Linked DNA regions of Lactuca sativa: region 2 is linked to region 1. A link is a contact called in public Hi-C data. All regions are on one chromosome and are shown on one strand. Each heading gives the region's core, a stretch centred on a gene start, on an enhancer-like site or on the middle of the called end of the contact. The rest is flanking DNA. Distances are from core to core; before and after follow the strand shown.

The links. A called contact is a pair of places that touch in the nucleus more often than the background predicts.
Region 2: a contact with region 1 is called in a Hi-C map of leaf, with 5 times the contacts expected there. The contact joins the promoter of LOC111919948 here to the promoter of LOC111894240 in region 1. A contact is called at or near these places in 3 of 4 Hi-C or Micro-C datasets (leaf and seed).

The regions. Positions count from the first base shown.
Region 1 is chr8:132,100,864-132,105,946 of Lsat_Salinas_v11, forward strand. LOC111894240 (cation/calcium exchanger 4) reads left to right here and starts at 2,042. Exons shown (of 1, transcript XM_023890316.3): 1 at 2,042-4,421. The coding sequence starts at 2,451. The coding sequence ends at 4,283.
Region 2 is chr8:132,246,248-132,251,185 of Lsat_Salinas_v11, forward strand. It overlaps LOC111919948, which reads right to left and starts at 1,972. Exons shown (of 15, transcript XM_023915514.3): 1 at 1,640-1,972; 2 at 1,203-1,445; 3 at 974-1,098; 4 at 675-891; 5 at 470-595; 6 at 144-400; 7 at 1-57. The coding sequence starts at 1,918.

The DNA of each region.
Region 1 (5,083 bases), core at 792-3,291:
TTTAATGGCCCAGTCATATACAAATGTCATGCTCTATCTAGAAAACAATGTCAATAGTATAAATAATCATTTCAAAACATTTACAAGTTTAAAGCATAAGTTATAAAAAGTCCTTTATCTTTTCAGTCATATAACTTGTACTTACTCTTTCAAAGAGTTAATTTAATCAAAACCATTAACATTGGAAAAAATCCTCATGTACACACATTGTTAGTTAGTGAAGACTAACTATCATTCCTTATCCTTCACTTTGTGCTTCTTGACAAATATTCCCTAAATACCTATTCAATCAAAATAATAAGCTCATAAGAATACTTCTCTTTCAAAAGAGCTTTATTATATTCCATATTTTCATTTCCAATCTTCTATAATAACATAATATCATTATTTTACAATCTCACGGCTAAAACTAGTTAGGCTTCACGAAGAACTTATCCTTATGCCTTAATTCATTAAGATACCAGTTCAATCTCACATATCTAGCAAACCACCCAATTAGGGTTCATGATCATCATCTTTAAATTCAAGCAATAAACCATATTAAGGCTTGAAAACATGTTTACTACACCTACTACATAATTATCATCAAGATTTCATTTCTCTCTCTCTCTCTCTCTCTCTCTCTCTCTCTATATATATATATATATATATATATATATATATATATATAAGAACTAGGGTTTCATCATCCCTTTACACTTTCACCATTAAAGTTTGTCTAAGCTTGCTAAGAAGAAGAAGTTACCTTCAACCCAAGATATAGAAGCCATGATTCTTGTCCTTCATGGAAATCCTTGGATAGAGCATCAACCTCTTAGTATTAAGCTCCTAAAATTGCCCTTAGATGGTCTCCAAATGGTGTGTGGTGAAATGAGGGGCAAGCAACCGACTTAACACATGATATAATGTATTTTTATAGACCTTGACCCCTTTACAAAACTGTATAACATGAAACTCAACCATGTTTTGCCAAAATAGTCCCAAAAGTGCCATAAAAAACAATCTACTTCATTAAACTGAAGTTTAGACTATTCGAACCATTTACACGACCGTGTAAGGCATTATACAACCGTGTAACTCTCATTTTCTTCTTTAAGCAATACATTTTACTCTCCAACTTCAATTAACCATAACTTTTTCGTACATACTCATATTTTAATGATCTTTATATCCATATATTCGTATTCGAGTCAACTATAACTTCTTTTAGATTAGCTCTGCTAAAAAGTTCTACATTTTCATTTATAAACAAAGGGGTATACATTATTTTTTTTTTATTATAATAACCTTATTTCACATCTTCTAAATTAGGTAATTCACACAACTTAACAAAATTGCATACCGTAACTTGTCATCTAAACTTTTTAAAGATGTTACAGGTAAAATGGTAATTACATATAAAATTTTTAAAAAAAATAAAACCATATGTATCAACTGTGTAATAAATTAAAACCATGGACACCATCATCATCTTCTTGAGAAAAAAGTTCCGGACAAAACATATGAATTTGAAAAACCAAAAGGACCATTTATGTAAATTTGTCTATTAATAATGAACATACTTTTTTTCTTATTTTTCGAAGGGCATATTCATAATGAACATGACTATTTCTTTCTTGGACTAACAATATCATTTTGGACTTTCTTAATAAATCTTAATAAATCAGAACTCTTTTTTTCGTTGTAAAATATTAATATTTCTTTGTAAATGAGTAAAAGTTTTTGGTTACGAATGTCAAATATAATTTTACATGACAAGATCTTTTATTTAGTTATAAAATAAACTACGTAAGTTTTAAATATTAATTTTAGAACATACTATTAAGCTAAAAATTAATGGAAAAATAGTTTTAACTTTTACGGGCATGTTATCATCCACTGTAAACAATAAAAGTAATATGTTTTAGAAACAAAAAGTATGTGCATTATTTTCTTGAAGAAAACATGTGTTTAATTTTTTCACTAAAACATATCTTTAATCTTTAAACGTAAATGATTAAGAAATCATATACCGGTTATACCCTTTTGAGTTTTGGCACATTTAATTAGTTGCCGAAAATGACAACCCCAGAACTCATCGGAATGATACCTTCTCATGAAAACTGAACCACTCGAATCGACTCAATCTGTTCACAAAAAACCAAAACACAAGTCATCTCGTCTCTCCTTCTTCAACATCAAGAGCCCTAAAAGTTCCTCTCTTTCCCTTTCATAATTTTGGGTTTTTGCCTCCTTGATCTAATACACGTCTGTCATTCTTGATCTTCTTTACCTATTTCAATTCTCGAAATCGAAATCTTATCGAATCATATGCCTACGTGATCACTTCTTTTCACTCTGGTTTTTTGATGATACCCAATTACCTCAACGTATTACCCAAATCATTATTTCTTGATCTCCTTAGTCAAATTGTAAAGTAAGATCATAAAACTAGGTTTCTGTTGGTGTAAATGGACCACCGCTTCCGGATACCCTTCAATTCCCGTGGTTCTTTGCATGGTGTTTTCAGCCTTGTATTTCTCGTATTTTGCTTTCACCAACAGACCCATAAATGGAACTACAAGGTTATCAACCGGGTCGGGTTGCACAGTACTCCACGAAACTTGGGTATCAAGACCCCACCTGATTGTACAGGACTAAATCAACATGAAGGCTATGAAAGTGTATGTGAGTTCTTATTAGCTAACCCTCAATGTAAATCCGATGGTTTTTTCAATTACATGAACTTCTTCTACTGTTCTTGTCAAAACCATGCTTTCTTTGGTTACATTGTACTCGTTTTATGGCTTGCTGCCTTGTTTTATCTTTTGGGCAACACAGCTGCCGATTACTTCTGTTGTTCTCTTGAAAAGTTGTCGAATTTATTGCGATTGCCACCAACTGTCGCAGGGGTCACCTTGCTTCCATTAGGAAACGGTGCCCCTGATGTATTTGCTAGCATCGCTGCTTTTGTGGGCACCGATAATGGCGATGTTGGGCTCAACAGTATTCTGGGTGGAGCCATTTTCGTGACGTGTGTTGTTGTCGGGACTATTTCTATCTGTGTGGCTGATCAGGCTGTGAATATCGATAAGAAATGCTTCATTAGAGATGTATCTGTGTTTCTTTTTGCCGTTGTTTCTCTTGCTTTCATCTTGCTTATCGGAGAGGTTAGTGTCGGTGGCGCAATCGCGTTTGTTTTTATTTACATTGTTTACGCCGCCTTAGTTGCCGCTAACGAGTTCTTGAGACTAAGAGATGGGATTTTGAACATTGAGACAATAAGTGTCCCGTTGTTGGCTGTTACTCAAATGGATGATTACGAAAATAAAGATCTTGAATCAATAAACATGTCTTTCACGGATTCCGATGATGTCCCACTCTTGATTGAATCAAAGGTTCCACACTGGATGTGGGGTTCAAACGTGTCAATTTACTCGGAGGTTCTTGGACATATGGAAGATAACCCAAAGCCTCTTTGGGGATGGAAGGATGAAGAACATAACAACTCACCACTTTCGTGTTCTAAACTATTTTCATGTCTAGAATTCCCGTTATCGTTGCCAAGACGGTTGACAATTCCAATAATCGAGGAAGGAAGATGGTCAAAAGGTTACGCTGTCGTCAGCGTAACCCTAGCCCCTTCCCTCCTCGCATTCCTATGGAACAACCAGTATGGTAACAACCGACTAGCTACTGGGCTAATCTACTTAGCTTGTGCAGTAGTCGGTTGTTTCCTTGGTGGGGTTGCGTTTATTTTCATAAACACAAACCACCCACCTCAAAAATGGGTCCTCCCATGGGTTGTTGGAGGGTTCTTTATGAGCATTGTTTGGTTCTACATGATAGCCAATGAGCTAGTTTCTTTATTGGTAGCATTTGGTCTAATATTCGGAATCAACCCATCAATCCTTGGGTTAACACTTTTAGCATGGGGGAACTCGATGGGTGACTTGATGTCAAATGTTGCATTGGCGGTTAATGGCGGTGAAGGCGTGCAGATTGCCATATCCGGTTGCTATGCGGGCCCGATGTTCAACACGCTTGCGGGTTTGGGGATTTGTATGCTGATTGGATCATGGTCAAATAGACCGGAGTCTTATAAAATGGGTGGTGATGTGGGGATGTTTTGTAATATTGGGTTTTTGGTGGTGGGGCTGGTTTGGTCGCTGGTGGTGTTGCCGAGAAATGGGATGCAGCCTAGCAAGTTGTTAGGGATAGGGCTTATGGGGATTTACGTGGTGTTTCTTGGAACTCGATTAGGGATGTCAATCGGTGATGGATCACTAGATAATACTGGCTGAACAGACTGTTGTCAACACGTAGATATGTTTTTTTAGTGTATAGTTTTGTTGTTTACTTTACTCACGTAGTTGTTTTTGGGTTAACTGAGAGTCTATTTGTAGTTCGATTTGTATAGTTGGATTGGATCTTTGTACCAAGTTGATTGCATACCATGTTTGCTTTTAGCAATTTTATTAACCAGATACACTAATTTGAAATTGGGTCCAATTTGTTTGCCATATAAACATAACCTAACTAGCTAAGTGGCCCAGTAGTGAGACAAAGTTTTAAAATTCAGTTTTTTAGTTAACTCCATATGCTCAACAAGTCTCAGATGAACCCGATTCGACTACCGAGTTAACCTAATATTCAGATTTTTAACCTTTTTTTTTTTCGAAAGAGAGATTTTTTAAACATTTTATATATACCTACATATAATTTTGTCTTTTTCAACCAGACAAAAAGAAATCAAATATTAATTCAAAAAATAAAAGACTTTTTATTAAAAGACAAGATGCTTTGGAGTTGAAATATACATGGGAAAAATTAGAGGATATGTTAAGTACACCTAACGCTTTGAATCTATAAAATCTCAACAACTCATTGAAATGAAATATGTAAGTTTAATAAAGTTATTTAATTAACATGAAAAATGTGATGTTTCAAAGAAGAGAGAAGAAAAACAAGTGGTTTTGATGTGGGGCCGAATCAAAATAAAAACTAATCGAATACGAAGTCTAAATCGTTTGATGATTTGTTTCATAATATTTTTTTTTAAATATAATTTATGTATATGTGCAATGTTGTTGAAAATAATAGA
Region 2 (4,938 bases), core at 722-3,221, 150 kb after region 1:
CTGAAATTCGGCTCATCACTGTGTCGAAGAGCTGAACCCAATTCATCCATCACATACCTACAAATAACACGATTAAAAAAAATCATTTACGTGATATTGATAAAATGTTAAATGTTTTAAGGGTGTTGAGTTGTTATACATACCATATAGAAGTCTCATCAATCTTCTCTTCATCTGATAATCTATAAGACATTAAGTATAACCACATGGCATTCAAGACACGATCAATTAAGGGTTCACCAGAATCCCATTCAGGAAGACGAGGAAGAAGCATTGAATCAATCACGCTTTTTCCAGATTCTAAGACTTTTGATGTGTTTACACCATTTAGGAAAGAAAGATTAGGAAGAGATTCAGCAATCTTGATTGCACTGTCTCCTAGAGGTCCAGGAATGTCCACCTGTCACATACCTAGAATTAGCAATATATATATATATATAAAGATGAGAGCTTTAGTGATTGAAGATACCTCAATCGAATGTAAGCTGGTAAAGGCTTTTAGATGTTCATGTAAATCAGATACAGAGTGATCATTTAATGGATTTCCTCGAAGATTTAAGTAGGAAAGAGATGGCATAGCATCAGCTGAAAACCCCTAAAAAGAGTTGCAAAGTGGAAGTAAATAATATGAATAGTTGGAAATAAATGTAGTTTGGATGATTATCTGATTATACCATGTGTAGGCTGTGAATACGTCTGTTTGAAAGGTCAAGAGAAGTCAAACCCTGCAACGAGTGGTTATCATCATCATGTCCACATCCCGGATTGTCTTTGTCATAAATTCCTCCACAGAAACCCAAAGCCCAGCCCGTGTATTTTCGGGTAAAAGATGAGTTCAAGATTTCAAGTCTTGGGAAATTATGAATAATAGCATCTGCAACATGATCATCACTAGAGGAAAAAGTACTTCAGTTTTATCTATTTTACTGTTTCACACCAGCAGCTATGATTAAAAACTTTAGCAATCACTTACAAATTCTGCATGATTGGGTTATTGTTTAGCCAGAGAGCTCTAAGGTGTTTGAACTTCACAATTTCCTTGGTGATTGTCTCGGTGAACTTAATCTTGTTGTTGCACAGACTAAGTGCAATTAAGTCCTATAGAATTTGAGCACCAAAAAGTAAAATTGATGCATCAATGGTGGAATTCTCAAGAAAAGAAATGCATGAAAGAGATGAGAATGTGAGCAATGGTGACATACAGGAAATTTGGTAGGTAAATCAAGGGACACAAAGACATCATCATCAATGTTAAGATCCTCGAGTTCCAACCACACCACTGCACCAGGCCCCTCCTTTTTCACCTTCTCCAATTCTCTCTCCACGATTTCCACAACAGTTAATTTGATATCCTCTTTATCTGCATCTTCATCGTCTGAATTCAAATCAATATCCACACACATCAATGAAGCCATTCTTTCTACCAACCCTGGAATTTCTTGCAGCTGTTAAAACAGTACATACATTTCAAAACAATGTACATAAACACAATAGAAGATGCAATCTGGTCTTAACAAAATGTAAGTTGAGTAAACAATAGAATCCCATCGATGTCGTTCACTCATAATTAAGACTTAATCGCTTAATCCGAACTCGAACACGATAAAATTATAGAAGACTGTACAGGAAGCAACTTAACCTGTTTGGGGGCATCCGCAAGTCGAAAGGACAAAGCATGATCAACGAGAAAAATGTTTGATTCTTTTCCCATGGAATTCGAGGTGGTGAGAACAAGACGCCTTTGGCGTCCATCCTCTACCGGCTCCACCTGGAAGTAATTGCCGCCATCGAAAGTTTCAGTGGACAGCTTCTCAAAGAGTTTCCGGTAAAGTGACTGAGGAATACCGGCAGCTGCAAGTAGTAGACCATGAACCTTCAGAAAATCTTCAAATGTTCGAATAGTTCCGGCGTCGGCCATGACAGAGGACGTTTTCGTTTGTGTTTTGCTGGCGAGTGGAGAGGGTTTAACAAAAGGGTTTTCCCGCAGCACTCGACAGGTAAAGGTGTTTAAAATTTTACCTGGGCTATCCACTTGTATTGATTTGGGCCTTTCTCCTAGACTCCCAAGTCTCAACGTCCCAACTCCCAAGTCTAACAATAAGCCCAAAATGGAATTCCAAGTCCACTCAATCCAACGATTATGTCTTTTTAATTCAAAAAGACATTGCAGTAGAATGTGATCTTAGAGCACAGACCATAGAGGCCCCAAAGTCACTCTACAATTGGTCTTTGCCGAAATGGATTTTGTTAGTTTGGTCGAGGACGGTCTTTGTTTGTCTCGGTTCGATCCAGAGTAGTTCGGTATCGTGGTTTTTTTATTTTTCGCATCCACTCCAACGCCAACTAAGGGTACTCCTTAGAAGAGGCAATCGTGAACTATTACCGCTACACCCCTAAGGCCATCAAGAATAAAACATATGTTCTCTCGAGGACCACACCATGACGATGCTATATCGGTAACTTAGGCTACTTCACAACAGAATATAGAAATCGTGATATGTTATCACTAACCTTTATATCGGTATTTATATTGTTTTGAATCTTGCATCAGATTGGGTAAGCGTATATTTGGTTTATTTCTCTATTTATGTTGGGTTATATCTCCAAGAAATGTTATATGTCATTTGCATGTCATGGATCGTTAATTGGTTAATTGGGGTTGTATCATGTATAGTGAGTTCCAAGTGTTCGGTTGTTATTTCCGATTTTGGACGAGATCAACCCAGTGGCATTGGGTCGAAGGCCTGTGGTCAGGGTTCAGCAGGTTGGTTATCCGGCATCGTCAGGATTCGGTGGTTTCAGTCATTGTGCTTGGATTGACTTATGGGGGCGCCAAGGGAAGTGGTCTATTGCTGAGGTTTTGGTATGAGCATCTGTTATTTGGACTTCAAGATTCGAGTGTAGTATCATTTCAAAGCATTTGTGGTCATCAATGTTGCTGGGATTCGGAAAATGTTCATCTAGTCTTCAGGGGGTGTGTAGGGGCAAAAAGGTTGGTTTTATTCGGGATGGAAGTTTCTGTTTGGGTTTCGGATATCATGGGAAGGTTGTGTTGTGCGCAGAACTTTCGGGTGCGTTCCTCAAGCTATTTGTTTTGATACGAGTGTTAGTAATGAGCGATTTCGAGGACGAAATTTAATTTAAGTGGGGGAGGTTTGTAACACTCAGTTTCAGATTTGCTTCCTTATTCGAGGTTGTGGCCCAATCATCAGTTGTCATAAGGTTTAAGGCATTGGGAAAGGAAGGATTTGGCCCAATTCGGATGTGGGTGTCATAGTATAAGTGATCCAAGTGTTCGATTGTGTCTTCGGAAGTCAAGGGTATAATCGTAAATTGATGTTTGATATTTTATGGATTTTGGGTTTTTTTCGGGAGGTTTTAAGGCTTAGGTGTGTCGTTAGAAGCGTAAGGCTTCTTGCCACCTTTCCATGGATATACGGTTTGTTGGAAACGGACCTATGACGAGGGAGTTATGGTATTTTGAAGTTTTGGCATATTTAGCCCTTGATGGAAAAAGATTTGCATTCCGGTTCTATTCATCCAAAGGTGGCATGCATGTGTTTGGCTGGGTACGCCCAACATAATGTTGGAAAATGGACACATGGATGTTTGAGCTGTATGCTCAGCGTACAGATATTACGCCCAGCGTAATGTGTTGAATCCCAAAACCCTAAATCTTGGGGTTGGCTCACTATTTAAACACCTTAAGTCCCAAGTGTGAGCCTATCCTTCATCCTCCATTGTCATAAACCATAATCTCAAGTTGTAGCCTCATCCAAACGTGTTGTGAGCCTTTTTATGTGTATCTTGGTGGGTTTTAGTGTACATTCAAGAGAGGAGGTGTAATGCAAGGTGGTGAATCAATAGGAAGGCTTGTGGATTTGGACTATTTGTGACATTTCCAACTCATAAAAGGTAAAGGGTTCTTAACTTGCTCTTTAAAAGTTGAGATCTAAAGTTATGTGGGTTTTGGTTCCATTTTGACCTCGAGAGTGACATCTAGTGGTTGGACACCACTCCATGAGCTTTGAGTTGCCACTCTTAACAATTCTAAGGTAATAAGTTCATAAAATGATTGCTTGGTGTTTAAAATTGGCCCATGCATGTTCTTGTTGGGTCTTAATGGATTAAAATGATTATTGGGTCCCATTGAGTCATGTAAATGCATAAAGGTGCCAACTTTATGCATTAAGAGCTTTGTTGGAAGGTATCCTGAGGTTTTAACGGAAGGAATTAACGGATTAAGTCATAATATGAGTTTTGGAGAAGCAGCGGGTACGCCCCACGTAAGTCCATGTATGCCCTACGTACTGACTTGAGGCCCTAATCAGTATCTTTATGTACGATGAGCGTACCAAGGAGGTACGCCCCGCGTACGTTCAGTTGTGGATTTTAGGTTTGTTCTCGTTTGGGCTTCGAACATGGGTTTGAGCCTTGTGGGTTGGGCTTATTGGTCAAAGTAATATTATAGTCTTGGACTCTTGTTTGGGCATGTCTAGTTGGGCCAAAGTTTTTGGTATTGAGCCTTAGTATGCCCAATGGGCTTGGGCCTTTGGGGCATTGAAGATTTATTATTGGACCATAAATTGTTGTGCTTTAGGATAAGGCTCATATGGGGTTAGGCCCAATTTGTAAAATTAGGCCATTAGTGGGCTTTTATGAATTTTGTAGTTTTGGGCCTTTTTGATTTTGGATTGGGCTTCAGTTTTGGTCAGGGGTAAAATGGTCATTTACCCCAAGTATGGATTATGGATCATAGTTTGGATCCCAATTGCTAATTGGGTGATATTCTGGTATTGATAGCTTGGGAAGTCGTCAGGGCAGCAACTAAGGATTTATTGCAGTGAGCTTCAGCATTCAAGGTGAGTCTCCTCATTGTTTTATGGGTCGACTGCACCAATGTCGACCTATTTGGTTTATGTGTGGTGGGGATACCCA